Regions from separate parts of the Danio rerio genome. Here region 1 is linked to region 2. The links are chromatin contacts, called in public Micro-C maps. All regions are on one chromosome and are shown on one strand. The core of a region is the stretch at or near the end of the contact, and the rest is flanking DNA. Distances in the headings are between cores, read along the strand shown. Region 1 has its middle 8.3 kb from the start of zmp:0000000521. Region 2 holds the start of LOC101885373 (potassium/sodium hyperpolarization-activated cyclic nucleotide-gated channel 2-like).

Evidence for each region. Hi-C and Micro-C count contacts between places; a contact is called where the count stands out from the background.
Region 1: a contact with region 2 is called in a Micro-C map of caudal fin, with 6 times the contacts expected there. The contact joins the enhancer-like site here to the promoter of LOC101885373 in region 2. A contact is called at or near these places in 1 of 18 Hi-C or Micro-C datasets (caudal fin) and 1 of 4 datasets of contacts at active chromatin or transcription factors (caudal fin).

Annotation. Positions count from the first base shown.
Region 1 is chr2:58,471,474-58,478,542 of GRCz12tu, reverse strand. No RefSeq gene overlaps it. Among named protein-coding and RNA genes, the nearest start is that of zmp:0000000521, 8.3 kb to the left of the region's middle. Within about 2 kb of position 4,127, at least 1 of the 62 cell types and tissues checked has an H3K27ac peak or open chromatin away from gene starts, as enhancers often do. A contact at or near this core is called in caudal fin, where this site is marked.
Region 2 is chr2:58,171,658-58,178,914 of GRCz12tu, reverse strand. It overlaps LOC101885373 (potassium/sodium hyperpolarization-activated cyclic nucleotide-gated channel 2-like), which reads right to left and starts at 1,412. Exons shown (of 9, transcript XM_073931626.1): 1 at 489-1,412. The coding sequence starts at 1,402.

The DNA.
Region 1 (7,069 bases), core at 2,878-5,377, 300 kb before region 2:
TTGCTCGTTACTACAGCCGTAGACAGCGCTAAAGTCCCGCATCTTCACGTAATAACACTGTCTTGACTAGTGCGGTTGAATGACATTTGTCCTGGGAGCACTGTACCAATGTGGCGGCGCTATTGACGCATGCTCGGGGTCCCCATGCGATATCTAGTGTATATATCTATGACTTCAACTTAAATGGGGTAAGTTCACAGTACTCATCAGGATTAGTTTTTGAACTTATATGGTTCATAGCAATCGGTTTCCTCAAACTGTTTGAGTTACCCTTATTGGGTTTCACAGTGAGCCAACAACAGTGTTTGACTAAATATCCTATCAATCAAATTCTGACTAATTTCATAATTTTATACATCTGAATGTGTGATAACTGTATATATAAGAGGGATAAATCAGGTCTATATATAAAAAAATAACCTTTAATTTATGATAACTGTATTGGTAATTGCCCACTTAGCAAAATTTCTCTGGCCCAGCTCTGGCCCACACAATCAGGTTTTGCTTGGCCCACATGCCGCAGTGAATTACGGTACATGACTGGACCAAATCTGGCTTCCAGACAAGGGCCAAACACAGACCATATCTGGGCCAAGTCTCAGCCAAGTTAATAACTCATAACTGGGCCTGAACTGGGCCAGATAGGTTGGTGTGTCATGATTGCAATGAAATTGATAAACCCATGGAGTGATGCGCTTTAGGCACACTATGGGCACGCTTTTTCTCAAAGTGACCTGATTGGTAGAATTTTTTTTCTTTACTCAAAAATGATTTTAGTGTATTTTAAATGTGGGTCAAAACTGGCCAAACTCACATGGCCCACTTATCAACTTTTTAAATCTGGGCCAAATACTACGTTTTTCATCTGGCCCAAATCTTGTGTGCCGCCTTAAAGACCGTGCCGCCTCTGCCAAACCCGGGCCATGTTTGGCCCACATGCTGTATGCCAGTGCCGGATGAATGCCTGCTGTGCCAGCTTTATGCCAAGTCTGGGCCAGAATTCTTTGCTACTAGGGTGGATTCTATATTGAATATAGAATAGTTATAGCAGCACTCTGGCCAGACATAATTATCATTTCTGAGGCAACAAGACTTTTTTGCTTGAATTTACAGTGCCCTGGGAAGAGTGGATGGAAGGGGCAAATGAAAGGAAACGCTCAATACCTGGAGCTAGTAGAGAAGGGGGCTGGAAGTGGAGCCAATAGAGGTGGGCTGTAGAGGGTTTGCAGGGCATTCACTCTGTAAAGTCTTCAACTAATAGGCCTAGCAGTACCAGCTAAAAAGAGAGCCATTAAGTCTGTTCGTGAAGCTGCAGAGAAAGCCACAAGATGGCTATGGATAAAGAGGGCTGATCTGTGGGTGATGGCTACTGGGACGCAAACTGGGGTCTGATCAACTTCAGCTGGGTCACCTGGGCGAGGGTGTCTCGTGTTGAAAGACCCGAAACACCCAGTGACTCCAGGATACATCACTGACGATGCATCACAGTTCATCTAGATGAGGGGTCACCAATCTCGGTCCTGGAGGGCCAGTGTACCTGCAGGGTTTAGTTTCAACTTGCATCAACACACCTGCCTGGGTGTTTTTAAGCATACCCAAGACCTTGATTAGCTTGTTCAGGTGTGTTTAATTAGAGTTGGAGCTGAAATCTGAAGAACACCAGGGGCCTCATGTATCAACGCTGCGTACGCAAAAAAACTTTGCGTACGCCAGGTTTCACGCTCAGAATGGCTCACGTTTGGATTTACTAACAATGAACTGAACGTGGGAATGTGCGCAGCTTCACGGCAGCTTTCTGGCAGGCGTACGCACATTTTTTGTGCGTGTCTGTTTTATTTCCATTGGCGACTCCTAGAGGCAGTTGTGTTAAATTCCTCTCTACAAAGTGTCTGAGCCTTGCAATGGCAGCTGTATGAGACGGGTTCATCTAGTAGGTATATAAGGTTTCCATACCATACATTTGACCAGCTAAACATTAAAGCACAATTTGCAGTGGTCTCCTGTTTTCCCAATGTAATCTGAGCGATCTACTGCACGCACATTGCTATAAAGACACTATCTGAAGATGAATTTGCATGCGTGAATCAGAAACATTTCCATTCAATAAATGTGCAAATAAAATATGATGCTTATTGATATGAACTTATTGATGATTCCTACTTGTCTTTCTCGTGATAAATAGTTGGCAAAATCTGATATGTAGCGGGGGAAAAAAGAAGAAAGAATTCATCAGACGCTGGATTCGAGCCAAGTTCATACTCGAACGTGTTAATTCATGATCACATGCGTCTTACGAGCGCACCACTGAGACTGTTAAGCGTCCTGCAACATTTTACAGATATAAACCAGACTATTTATTTTTTTAATGCACTCAGTGCGATGTTCAGACCCAACTGTGTTAACCGCATCAGCTAAACTCTCCCACTCTATTTTTTCTTTTGTTGTTAATTCCGGAGAACAAACTTGCAAATAACACCGCTTTTCTCCGGTCTACCTCCGAAAGCAGCACCTCCAATTCACATTCTGTTCAAAGTTTCTCTTCTTGCTTGCTTTTGCCGTTGCTTTTTCGTTGGGTTTTGCCATTAGCATAGTCATTAGCATATTCATACGGGGGAGGAGGCAGGGAGGGGTTTTGTGCTCGTGCATGTTGCGCTCAGTTTCACGTTCATTCAGATGTACAAAAGAATATGCGTGGGATTCGGCGTACGCAGTGTTTCATACATCTGAATTCGGCGTACGCAATGTTTTAGTTAGATTTCCACGCAAGTCTTCGTACATGAGGCCCCAGGGCTGCGTCCGAAACCGCCTACTACTCAGTAGGTACTGCATTTGAATTTAAACGTACTACTCGGCCGTTAGAAAAGTACGTTCTATACAGTATGAATGTGAAAAGTATGAATGGAATTTGGACGTACTACATCCGCCATTTTGTCATGGTCACGTGACCTACCTGGGTCAGTTGCATCGCTTCACTTCCATTCATGAATTCTCTCGCGGGTCATTATGGCATAGCGCAGCATGCATGGGATGCGCACTCCAGAATCTCGCCCGAAGTACTAAGTCATCCGGGTACTTCTCGCATACTGATTTTCGAATTCTATGAATTCGGACATACTACCTCAGTGGTGCTCAAACTGTGGTACGTGTACCACTAGTGGTACGCGGGCTTCCTTCTAGTGGTACGCGGAGGAATGAAATATGTCATGTACATGCTACATATATTTCAAAATGTATCAAAAATTATGTATATAATGTGCCATATATGACATATAGCCTATATTTCTGAGGTAATCTGCCACGTTTGTTTAACTGTGCAGAGTTGTAGCTGCTTTACTGGGCCTACTACACTACTGTATTTAAATACTGCTCATTTTTGTGGTACTTGGAGTGACAATTTTTTTTCTGAGGTGGTACTTAATGAAAAAAATTTGAGAACCACTGTACTACCTGGTTCGCACCCTGATTTTAGCGCACTATATAGTATGGAAGTATGCGGTTTTGGACGCATCCCAGCCCTCCTGCAACAAGTTTGTTGACCCCTGATCTCGATGATCTTAGACATCTATATACAACTTATGTTTTATATATAAACATGTATGTTTTAACTAATTAATTAGCATTTAATTTGCATGATATTTCAGCAAAATATATTGACAATTGGATTCTAAACATTACAAAAAGCCTCAGTTTTATTTGTGTGTGTGTGTGTGTGTGTGTGTTTGTGTGTGTGTACGTATGTGTACAGTCATTGCAGTAGTTTCTTTAAATCTATTTAAAAATGTGTCAAACATCACTCGAGACGATTTTAAAAATAAGTCAAACTTCACAGGAGAGCTAATAATCGTCTTCAACAGTGTATAAATAACACTTTCAGCATCCTAAATATGATTAAATGTAATGTGCATAAAATGAGTGCCTCATCATATGAACTGAACTAAATAAGCAGTGCCGAAGTCATTGCTTTGACTTCAAGATCTAATTTTTCCTGTTTAATTTCTGTTAACTTCAGGTTTTGGATGCTGAGCAATGAATCACTGGGATTTCAAGGATGTCTCATGTCTCTCGGCTGAGTCACACATGTTGTTTACAGGCCTTGTGCAATTTATAACTCAAAATACCCCAGACGGCGCTAACTACATTCTCATTCTGTGTTGTGTTCTTCATCCTGCTAATAAAAATCCAGTTACTAACTGACTGGATGGCTTTTTTTGGAGGTCATCTCGGCAGTCAAGATCTATCACTATCCTCCATAAAGTGACTCAGGGCCGTCGAACAAAAACAGCCGGGCGATAAAACAGTTTCCCCGAGGCGACGCTCTCATCAGCAACTACACTAAACTGCTCTCTGAGTGAGATGTGCATTTTATTGCTGCTATTTTGGTCTGTGTTTTCTTCACACTGACTTCTGCATTGCTTATGCTTACATGCGCTCATTTTATGCAGTCATAATGAATATAATCGGGTTTACAATTCTCAAAGTGGTATTTACATATAGAGACGCAATAAATTGCTCATGGTTTGGTTCGTATCGCAGTTTTAGGGCCACAAAAACAAAAAAACAGGATGATGTGATGTAATTGACATCAACCCTGCTGAAAAATCCAGCTTAAACCAGACTAGGGTGGTTGGGTGGTTTTAGCTGGTTGACCAGCCTGGTTTTAGATGGGTTTTGGCCATTTCCAGGCTGGTTTCCAGCCATTTTCACCCTGGTCCTAGCTAAATCTAGCTAAAACCAGCTTGACCAGCCTGGTTTAAGCTGGACATAGCTGGTTAGCTGGGCTCCCAGCCTGGCTAGGCTGGTCAAGCTGGTTTTAGCTAGTCATCTTCCAGCCGGACCACCTAAAATTCAAAGTGTTATTTACATATAGGGATGCAATATTTTGCTCACAGTTTGGTTCGTATCACAGTTTTAGGGCATCATTTTTCAGTATGGTTTGGCATATGATATGATTTTTACAAGCAAAAGCACAAATGAATAGAATATAGCAAAAATGCCACTAAAATTTTTTTTAGAAGGCAGTTTATGCTCAAAAACCTTCCAGCGCGGCTGAATTACAACAATTCTGCGAAGATAAGTGGGCCAAAATTCAAAGTGTTATTTATATATAGGCATGCAATGAATTGCTCATGCTTTGGTTCGTGTAACAGTTTTAGGCTAACATTTTTCAGTATGGTTTGGTATATAATATTTTCAGTAAAAACAAAAATTTGAAGTAAATTAATATAAAACAAAATCAATTTACACGCAAAAGAATACAATTAAGCAAAGATACTACAAAAAATGTGCTTTCATGTTTTTCAGGCATGGTTCAGGTAAGGTTTCTGACTGTTAAAGGGCCATGAAACCCCCTCGTTTCAGCAGGGTGTTTTCACACCTCTACTTAGGAAAAAGTCAGATAAGTGGGCGTGTCCAGCTCTGTTTAGGGGGGAGTGTCGGAGGAACTAAAGTGGGATGGTGTGGGAGTGTCTATTTGTGCACGCGCGAGTTTCAGAGTCAAAATACACACACACACAGACAGGAGAAAGTGATGGTGTTTAACCTATATGGACATCTGTAGTCGAATTATTTGCCAAATTATTAAATGTTGGACTTTAACTGCAGTTTGGCTCTTTCATTCAGGAAATTCATTCATGACAAACGACAAACGAGATATTTGATTCGAGGAACAGCTCTAAGCGTGTATTTTTCATGCAATGTTTGATACCGCACAGCGAATGAGAGAAAAAAAAAAATCTGCATTTCCCGGAAACTTAGATGTACACGGCAGGTAGCGTCAGAAAGCCGCGTGTGTTATTCCGGTCACAAAATGCGGTGCTATGTTTGCACTCAGTGCAATAGTTATTTACTTACCAAATCTGTAGAGACAGGACAATCACCAGCAACTAGAGCCGCGTCTTTATGGAGAGAATACTTCAAGCGAATCCGGATTTCAGCGTTTGTAGATGAGAACAGCTCTCAGGTAAACAATAATCCTCCTTAGACACGTAAGTTATTGTTGTCGAGCGTCGCGTACACTGTTAATCCACACGTGACTCCAGCTGAGCTCTCACAGAGAGAAAATGAAAACAAAACTTAACGGCAGGAAACTATAAAAGCAACACTTCACGCTTGTTTTGCCAACACAACGTGGCGTCTTTGTGGTGTAAACACAGTGACACTAATGAATATTAATGAAGTTGCACAATAGAGCGCGCTGATTGGTTTGAACCAAGCCTTACTCATGCATTAATGTATCACACTGTAAGACGTAATAAGACTCACTCAGGCACAGACGTCCAGTCTGCACGCTGGAATACACGCTATTATGTCATGACCGTGACGCAGCTTCAAAAATTCGTTTCAAACAGGAAGTACGAATTTGCTTGAAATAACGCAAAAACAACCAATTTACACTTTTTAGTGAAATATAGGTGTCCTCATAGTGTTTTTAGCAGTGTGGGACACATATACGACTGTCAACAGCTCAAAAAATGTGTTTTGGTGTTTCGTGACCCTTTAAAGTCTGGAAATGGAACCAAAACAATATTTTTAGTCAAATTAAGAATGTATTTTTATACCCGATTGGCTCAGAACAAACCACTGTTCTCCAAATTAACCTAACTGGAGTGGCCTAGTCAAAGTCCTGACCTGAATCCAATTAAGATGCTGCGGCATGACCATAATAAGGCGGTTCATCCTCGAAAACACTCTAATGTGGCTGAATTAAAACAATTCTGCAAAAATGTGTGGGCCAAAATGTAAAGTGTTTTTATGCTGTTATTGTTAGACTAATTAACTAGCACAGGAACCGACCAAGAAGTGTAAAATCTGACTCTAATCCATCTGAGGGATTTATCAAAAAACAAAATGGAATCCCTTTAGTGCACTCAGTGCTCCAATTCACTCACTTATTGTTTTCATTTACTCCTTTAAGTGTACTATATTAGTGCACAAATGTAGGGAATAGTGAATGAGGGTACAGGGATTTGATTTCAGAAGTCACGTCTTCTGAGCGGTCAGTCAGGTTTTGGTTTCTGTAGTTTTGTCAGTGACTGCGAGGCAGTCATTTCAGTGTTAAAACTAAATTGCA
Region 2 (7,257 bases), core at 163-2,662:
TTATTAGAAATAATCAGTTATAAAAAAAGGGTTTACCAAATTTTGTAAAGTAAATGGCTGAATTTAAGCAAACAACTAAGATTTAGTAATGTTTGATTTAATTTGTTTGTTTAAATTCAGCCCATTTAAATTGTTTGCATGCAAATAATAATAGTAAATCCAACGAAAACGTGTAGAAAACTAAAACCTCACAGTTAAAATGCACCTGGAAAATATTTTTGGTGAAAAACAAAAACTCACAGGAGGGCAAATAACACCATATCACTGGAAAATCTTTGGATTTACCACATTTTTAAGGTAAGTGGTAGTAAACCATTTAAATGGGCTGAATTTATTCAAACAAACCAAGTTGAACATTACTAAATTTAACATGTTTGTTGCTATTCAGCCCATATAAATTGTTTGCAATAAAAAAATTTAGCAAATCCAAAGGAATCATTGCACCAAAATCAAAGGCTTTCCAGACATGTCCAAAGAAAGTTTCCTACCTGAAGTCGCTGTAGGGGTGAATGATCCAGTTGCCGGCCGACTTGACGCGCTCCTGCTCCTTCTCCACCGCCTTCTGGCTCCCGTACATGCGCAGCGAGAATTTATTGACCCCGGGCTGCAACATGCTGCTGAACTGCCGCTGCATGAAGCTCGCCTGGCTGCCCCGGGTCTCGGTGTCCTCCGGGGCTCCATCCTCAGATTTGAGGAAGGTCACCGAGTTCCGGGGCTGCTGCTGCTGTCCACCGTGGATGGAGGACGAGGCTTTCCTGCTGGGCGCGTTGGAAAAGGACACTTTGGAGTCCTTCTTCTCCGGGAGCGCACCGGGGTTCGACGCGTCCTGCCCCGGCGTGATGGTGCCATCCATGCTGGTCGTTGAATTGCACGTAGCCCGCTTGCCCGAGTCCGGTTTGGACATAATGGACCGGAGGCTCCCGGTGCCGGAGTCCCGCCTGCACTCCCCGTTCTTGTTGCATTTCATGCTGGAAAGCGCTGCTGACGGATTACCGTCGACTTCGGACGCATTATAAGCCTCTACCGTCACGGTGGCCACTACGGTAGGCGCTTTGCTTCCTCCTCCGCCGCCTTTAACGGCAGCAGCATCACCCGGGCGCGCATCCGTGGATGTGCTGCTCCTATTTGCGCCTCCTCCTCCTCCTGATGCGCAGCTCTTAATCTGAATCCCGCCTCCTGCCCTCCTCAGACGCGGATGCTGAAACTTGGATTCCTCCTCCAGGTCGTCAGTCTCCTCCATGACGACGTGATTGGGTTTCGGGTTCGCATCCGAGCTGGAGTCCAGGCAACTCTTGGCGGTGCTGCTGTTGCCGGCGCAGCGGAGCCCGGGCGTGCTCTTGTGGGCCGCTTTCTTCGTCATAGCAGCCACATCCGAACCGGGCGAGAGCTCATTCCGGTCCATGTCATTCAGCGGATCAGATTTGGCCTGTAATTATCTTTGCGGGAAACCAATCAGCGGGGATGAAGGGTGAGAGAGAGATGGAGAGAGAAAGAGAGAGACCTATACGTGATTTCTTTGCCAACAAAAATGAAACTGTCATTAACTGTTTGTTCCCTAACATCAATTAAATTATAGTCAAATTATAAAATGTTGGTGTGTTGTTTTCCATATAACCACTTTCCTACAAATAATACAAACAAATGGTAAACCGGTGGTTAAATCCGCAAAAACATTAATGATTTAACTTTTTACTCTCGTACATAAATTAAATGTCAAAATATATAAACCATGGTATTTTGGCATATTGTCTTCCATATAACCACCGTTTTACTACAAACAAAACAAACAAATGGTAAAAGCATGCTTAAATCCGCAAAACAATTCTATAATTTAATATTTTGTTCCCTAACAAGGGTATTTTAGTGTATTGTCTTCCATTTAACCATCTTTTAACTACACATAAAGGATCAAACTATGCTAATGTTTGCAAAAACCATAGTTAATTTATTACCATTTAACAGTTTGTTGCCTTACATACATTTACATTTACATTTACATTTACATTTAGTCATTTAGCAGACGCTTTTATCCAAAGCGACTTACAAATGAGGACAAGGAAGCAATTTACACAACCAAGAGCAACAATGAATAAGTACTAAAGGCAAGTTTCAGGTCTGTAAAGTCTAAGAAGGGAAGTGTTAGTAGTTTTTTTTTTTTTTTTTTTTTTTTTTTTTTTTTTGTTTTTTTTTGTACAATTAGTGTGATATTCAAAGAGGCAATTGCAGCTTAGGAAGTGAAGTGGAGACTAAATAGTTGAGTTTTTAGTCGTTTCTTGAAAATAGCGAGTGACTCTGCTGTTCTGATGCAGTTAGGGAGTTCATTCCACCAACTGGGCAGATTGAGCGTGAGCGTTCGCGAAAGTGATTTTTTCCCTCTTTGGGATGGAACCACGAGGCGACGTTCATTCACAGAACGCAAGTTTCTGGAGGGCACATAGATCTGCAGAAGTGAGTGCAGATAAGAAGGTGCTAGGCCAGAAGTCACTTTGTAGGCAAACATCAGAGTTTTGAATTTGATGCGAGCAGCAACTGGCAGCCAGTGCAAACGGACTAGCAGCGGAGTGACATGTGCTCGTTTAGGTTCATTGGTACATAAATTAAATTATAGTAAAATTGTAGTAACCACAGTGTTTTGGTGTAACATCTATAACCACAATTTTACTACAAATAAGTCAGATGGTAAAACCATGCATAAATCTGCAAAAGCAATGTTATGATTTACCAATTGGTTACCATAAATTAAAATATAGTAAAATTGTAGAAACCATGGTGTTTTGGTGGATTGTCCTCCATAAAACCATTTTTTACCACAAATACAATGGTAAAACTATGCAATTTTTGGCAGCAAAAAAATTGTTTGTTACCGTATAATGTTTTGTTCCAGTACATAAGTTAAATTATAGTAAAATTGTAGTCATCATGGTGTTTTGGTGTATCATCTTCCATATAACCACACTACAAATAAAACAAACAAATATAAAAACCATGCTTACATTTACAAAATCACTTTGTTACCATTTAACAGTTTGACTAAAGTATAGTCAAAGTGCAGTAACCATGGTATTTTGGTGGATTGCCCTCCATATAACCACAGTTTTACTACAAACACAATGGTAAAACTTTGCTAATATAAGCAAAAATTATAGTTACCCTACAGCTTTTTGTTCCCTTGCATAAATTAAATTGTAGTAAAATTGTGTTAGCCATGGTATTTTGGTGGATTGTCCTCCATAACCACAGTTTTAGTACAAATAAAACAAACAAATGGTAACACCATGCTTAAATCTGCAAAACAATGTAAGGATTTAACAGTTTGTTTTCCTTACATAAATTAAATTATAGTAAAAGTGTAGTAACCACAGTATTTTTTGGTGTATTGCCTATCAAATAACCACAATTTTACAACAAATAAAGCAAAAAAATGGTAAAACCATGCTTACATTTACAGAAACAACGTTAAGATTTAACAGTTTGTTCCCTTATATAAATAAGATTATAGTAAAATTGTAGTTACAGTACCATGGTATTTTGGTGTATTTCCTTCCATATAACCACAGATTTACTACAAATGCAATGGTAAAACGATGCTCAGATATGCAAAATCATAATTAATTTGTTACCATTTAACAGTTTTTTCCCTCACATAAACAAAAATGCTAGTAAAAGTGTTGTAACCACAGTATTTTTGGTGTAATGTCTATAAAATAATCACAATTTTACTACAAATAAAGCAAACAAATGGTAAAATCATGCTTACATTTACAGAAACAACGTTAAGATTTAACAGTTTGTTCCCTTATATAAATAAGATTATAGTAAAATTGTGTTAGACATGGTATTTTGGTGGATTGCCCTCCATATATCCACAAATTTACTACAAATACAATGGTCAAACTATGCTAATATCTGCAAAAATTATAGTTACCCTACACCTTTTTGTTCCCTTACATGAATTAAATCATAGTAAAGTTGTGTTAGACATGGTATTTTGGTGGATTTCCTTCCATAACCTCAGTTTAAGTTCTAATCTAATGGTCAAACTATGCATAGATATGTAAAATCATAGTTAATTTTTTACCATTTAACTTTTCGTTCTCTTACATAAATTACATGTTAGTAAAATTGTAGTAACCACTGTGTTTTGGTGTATTGTCCTCCATATCAGCACAGTTTTTACTACAAAAAAGGTAAAACTACGCTTAGATTTTCAAAACCATAGTTCATTTGTTACTGTATACCTTTCTGTTCCCTTACATAAAGTAAGTTGAAATAAAAGTGTAGTAATCATGGCATTTTGGTGTATTATGACCACAGTTTTATTACAAAAAAATGGTAAAACTATGCTAATATTTGTAAAAACCCAAGCTAATGTATTTCTATTTAACAATTTGTTCCCTTACATAATTAAATTGTAGTAGAATTGTAGTAACCACAGTATTTCTGGTCTGTTGTCTTCCATATAACCACAGTTTTACTACAAATACAGTGGTAAAACGATGCTCAGATATGCAAATTCATAGTTGATTTGTTGCCATTTAACAGTTTGTTCCCTTACATAAATAAAAAATTGTAGTATTCAGAGTATTTTTGGTATAAGGTCTATAAAATAACCAAAATTTTACTACACACAAAACAAACAGTAAAGCCATGCTTACATTTACAGAAACAACGTTAAGATTTAACAGTTTGTTCCCTTATATAAATAAGATTATAGTAAAATTGTAGTTACCATGGTATTTTGGTGGATTACCCTCCATATAACCACAGTTTTACTACAAATACAATGGTAAAACTATGCTAATATCTGCAAAAAATTATAGCTACCCTAAACCTTTTTGTTCCCTTACATGAATTAAATTATAGTAAAATTGTGTTAGCCATGGTATTTTGGTGGATTGTCCTCCATATAACCACAGTTTTAGTTCAAATCCAATGGTCAAACTATAGATATGCAAAGTCATAGTAAACTTTTTACCATTTAACTTTTCGTTCTCTTACATAAATTACATGTTAGTAAAATTGTAGTAACCACCGTGTTTTGGTGTATTGTCCTCCATATTTGCAGTTTTTACTACAAAAAAGGTAAAACTACGCTTAGATTTTCAAAACCATAGTTCATTTGTTACTGTTTACCTTTCTGTTCCCTTACATAAAGTAAGTTGAAATAAAAGTGTAGTAATCATGGCATTTTGGTGTATTATGACCACAGTTTTATTGCGAAAAAATGGTTAAACTATGCTAATATTTGCAACATCATAGTTTATTTGTTCCCACAAAACTTTTTGTTCTCTTACATAAATTAAATTATAGTAAGATTTTAACAACCGCAGTATTTTGACATATTGTCTTCCATATCACCACAGTTTTACTACAAATAAATGGCAAAACTATGCTGATATTTGCAAAAAACATAGCTAATGTATTACCATTTAACAGTTTATTCCCTTACATAATTAAATTGTAGTAGAATTGTAGTAACCACAGTATTTCTAGTCTGTTGTCTTCCATATAACCACAGTTTTACTACAAATACAGTGGTAAAACGATGCTTTGATATGCAAATTCATAGTTAATTTGTTACCATTTAACAGTTTGTTCCCTCACATAAATAAAAATTCTAGTAAAAGTGTTGTAACCACAGTATTTTTGGTATACGGTCTATAAAATAACCCCAATTTTACTACAAATAAAGCAAACAAACAGTAAAACCATGCTTACATTTACAGAAACAACGTTAAGATTTAACAGTTTGTTCCCTTATATAAATAAGATTATAGTAAAATTGTAGTTACCATGGTATTTTGGTGGATTTTCTTCCATATAACCACAGTTTTACTACAAATACAATGGTAAAACTATGCTAATATCTGCAAAAAATTATAGCTACTCTAAACCTTTTTGTTCCCTTACATGAATTAAATTATAGTAAAATTGTGTTAGCCATGGTATTTTGGTGGATTGTCTTCCATATAACCACAGTTTTAGTTCAAATCCAATGGTCAAACTATAGATATGCAAAGTCATAGTAAACTTTTTACCATTTAACTTTTCGTTCTCTTACATAAATTACATGTTAGTAAAATTGTAGTAACCACCGTGTTTTGGTGTATTGTCCTCCATATTTGCAGTTTTTACTACAAAAAAGGTAAAACTACGCTTAGATTTTCAAAACCATAGTTCATTTGTTACTGTTTACCTTTCTGTTCCCTTACATAAAGTAAGTTGAAATAAAAGTGTAGTAATCATGGCATTTTGGTGTATTATGACCACAGTTTTATTACGAAAAAATGGTTAAACTATGCTAATATTTGCAACATCATAGTTTATTTGTTCCCACAAAACTTTTTGTTCTCTTACATAAATTAAATTATAGTAAGATTTTAACAACCGCAGTATTTTGACATATTGTCTTCCATATCACCACAGTTTTACTACAAATAAATGGCAAAACTATGCTGATATTTGTAAAAACCCAAGCTAATGTATTACCATTTAACAGTTTATTCCCTTACATAATTAAATTGTAGTAGAATTGTAGTAACCACAGTATTTCTGGTCTGTTGTCTTCCATATAACCACAGTTTTACTACAAATACAATGGTAAAACTATGCTTTGATATGCAAATTCATAGTTAATTTGTTACCATTTAACAGTTTTTTCCCTCACATAAATAAAAATTCTAGTAAAAGTGTAGTAACCACAGTATTTTTGGTGTAATGTCTATAAAATAATCACAATTTTACTACAAATAAAGCAAACAAACAGTAAAACCATGCTTACATTTACAGAAACAACGTTTAGATTTAACAGTTTGTTCCCTTATATAAATAAGATTATAGTAAAATTGTAGTTACCATGGTATTTTGGTGGATTTTCTTCCATATAACCACAGTTTTACTACAAATACAATGGTAAAACTATGCATAGATATGTAAAATCATAGTTAATTTTTTACCATTTAACTTTTCGTTCTCTTACATAAATTACATGTTAGTAAAATTGTAGTAACCACCGTGTTTTAGTGTATTGTCCTCCATATCAGCACAGTTTTTACTACAAAAAAGGTAAAACTACACTTAGATTTTCAAAACCATAGTTCATTTGTTACTGTATACCTTTCTGTTCCCTTACATGAATTGAATTGTGGTGAAATCGTAGTAACCACAGTATTTTTGATGTATTCACTTTCATATAACCACAGTTTTACAGCAAAAAATGGTAAAACTATGCCTAGATTTGCAACACCATAGTTAATT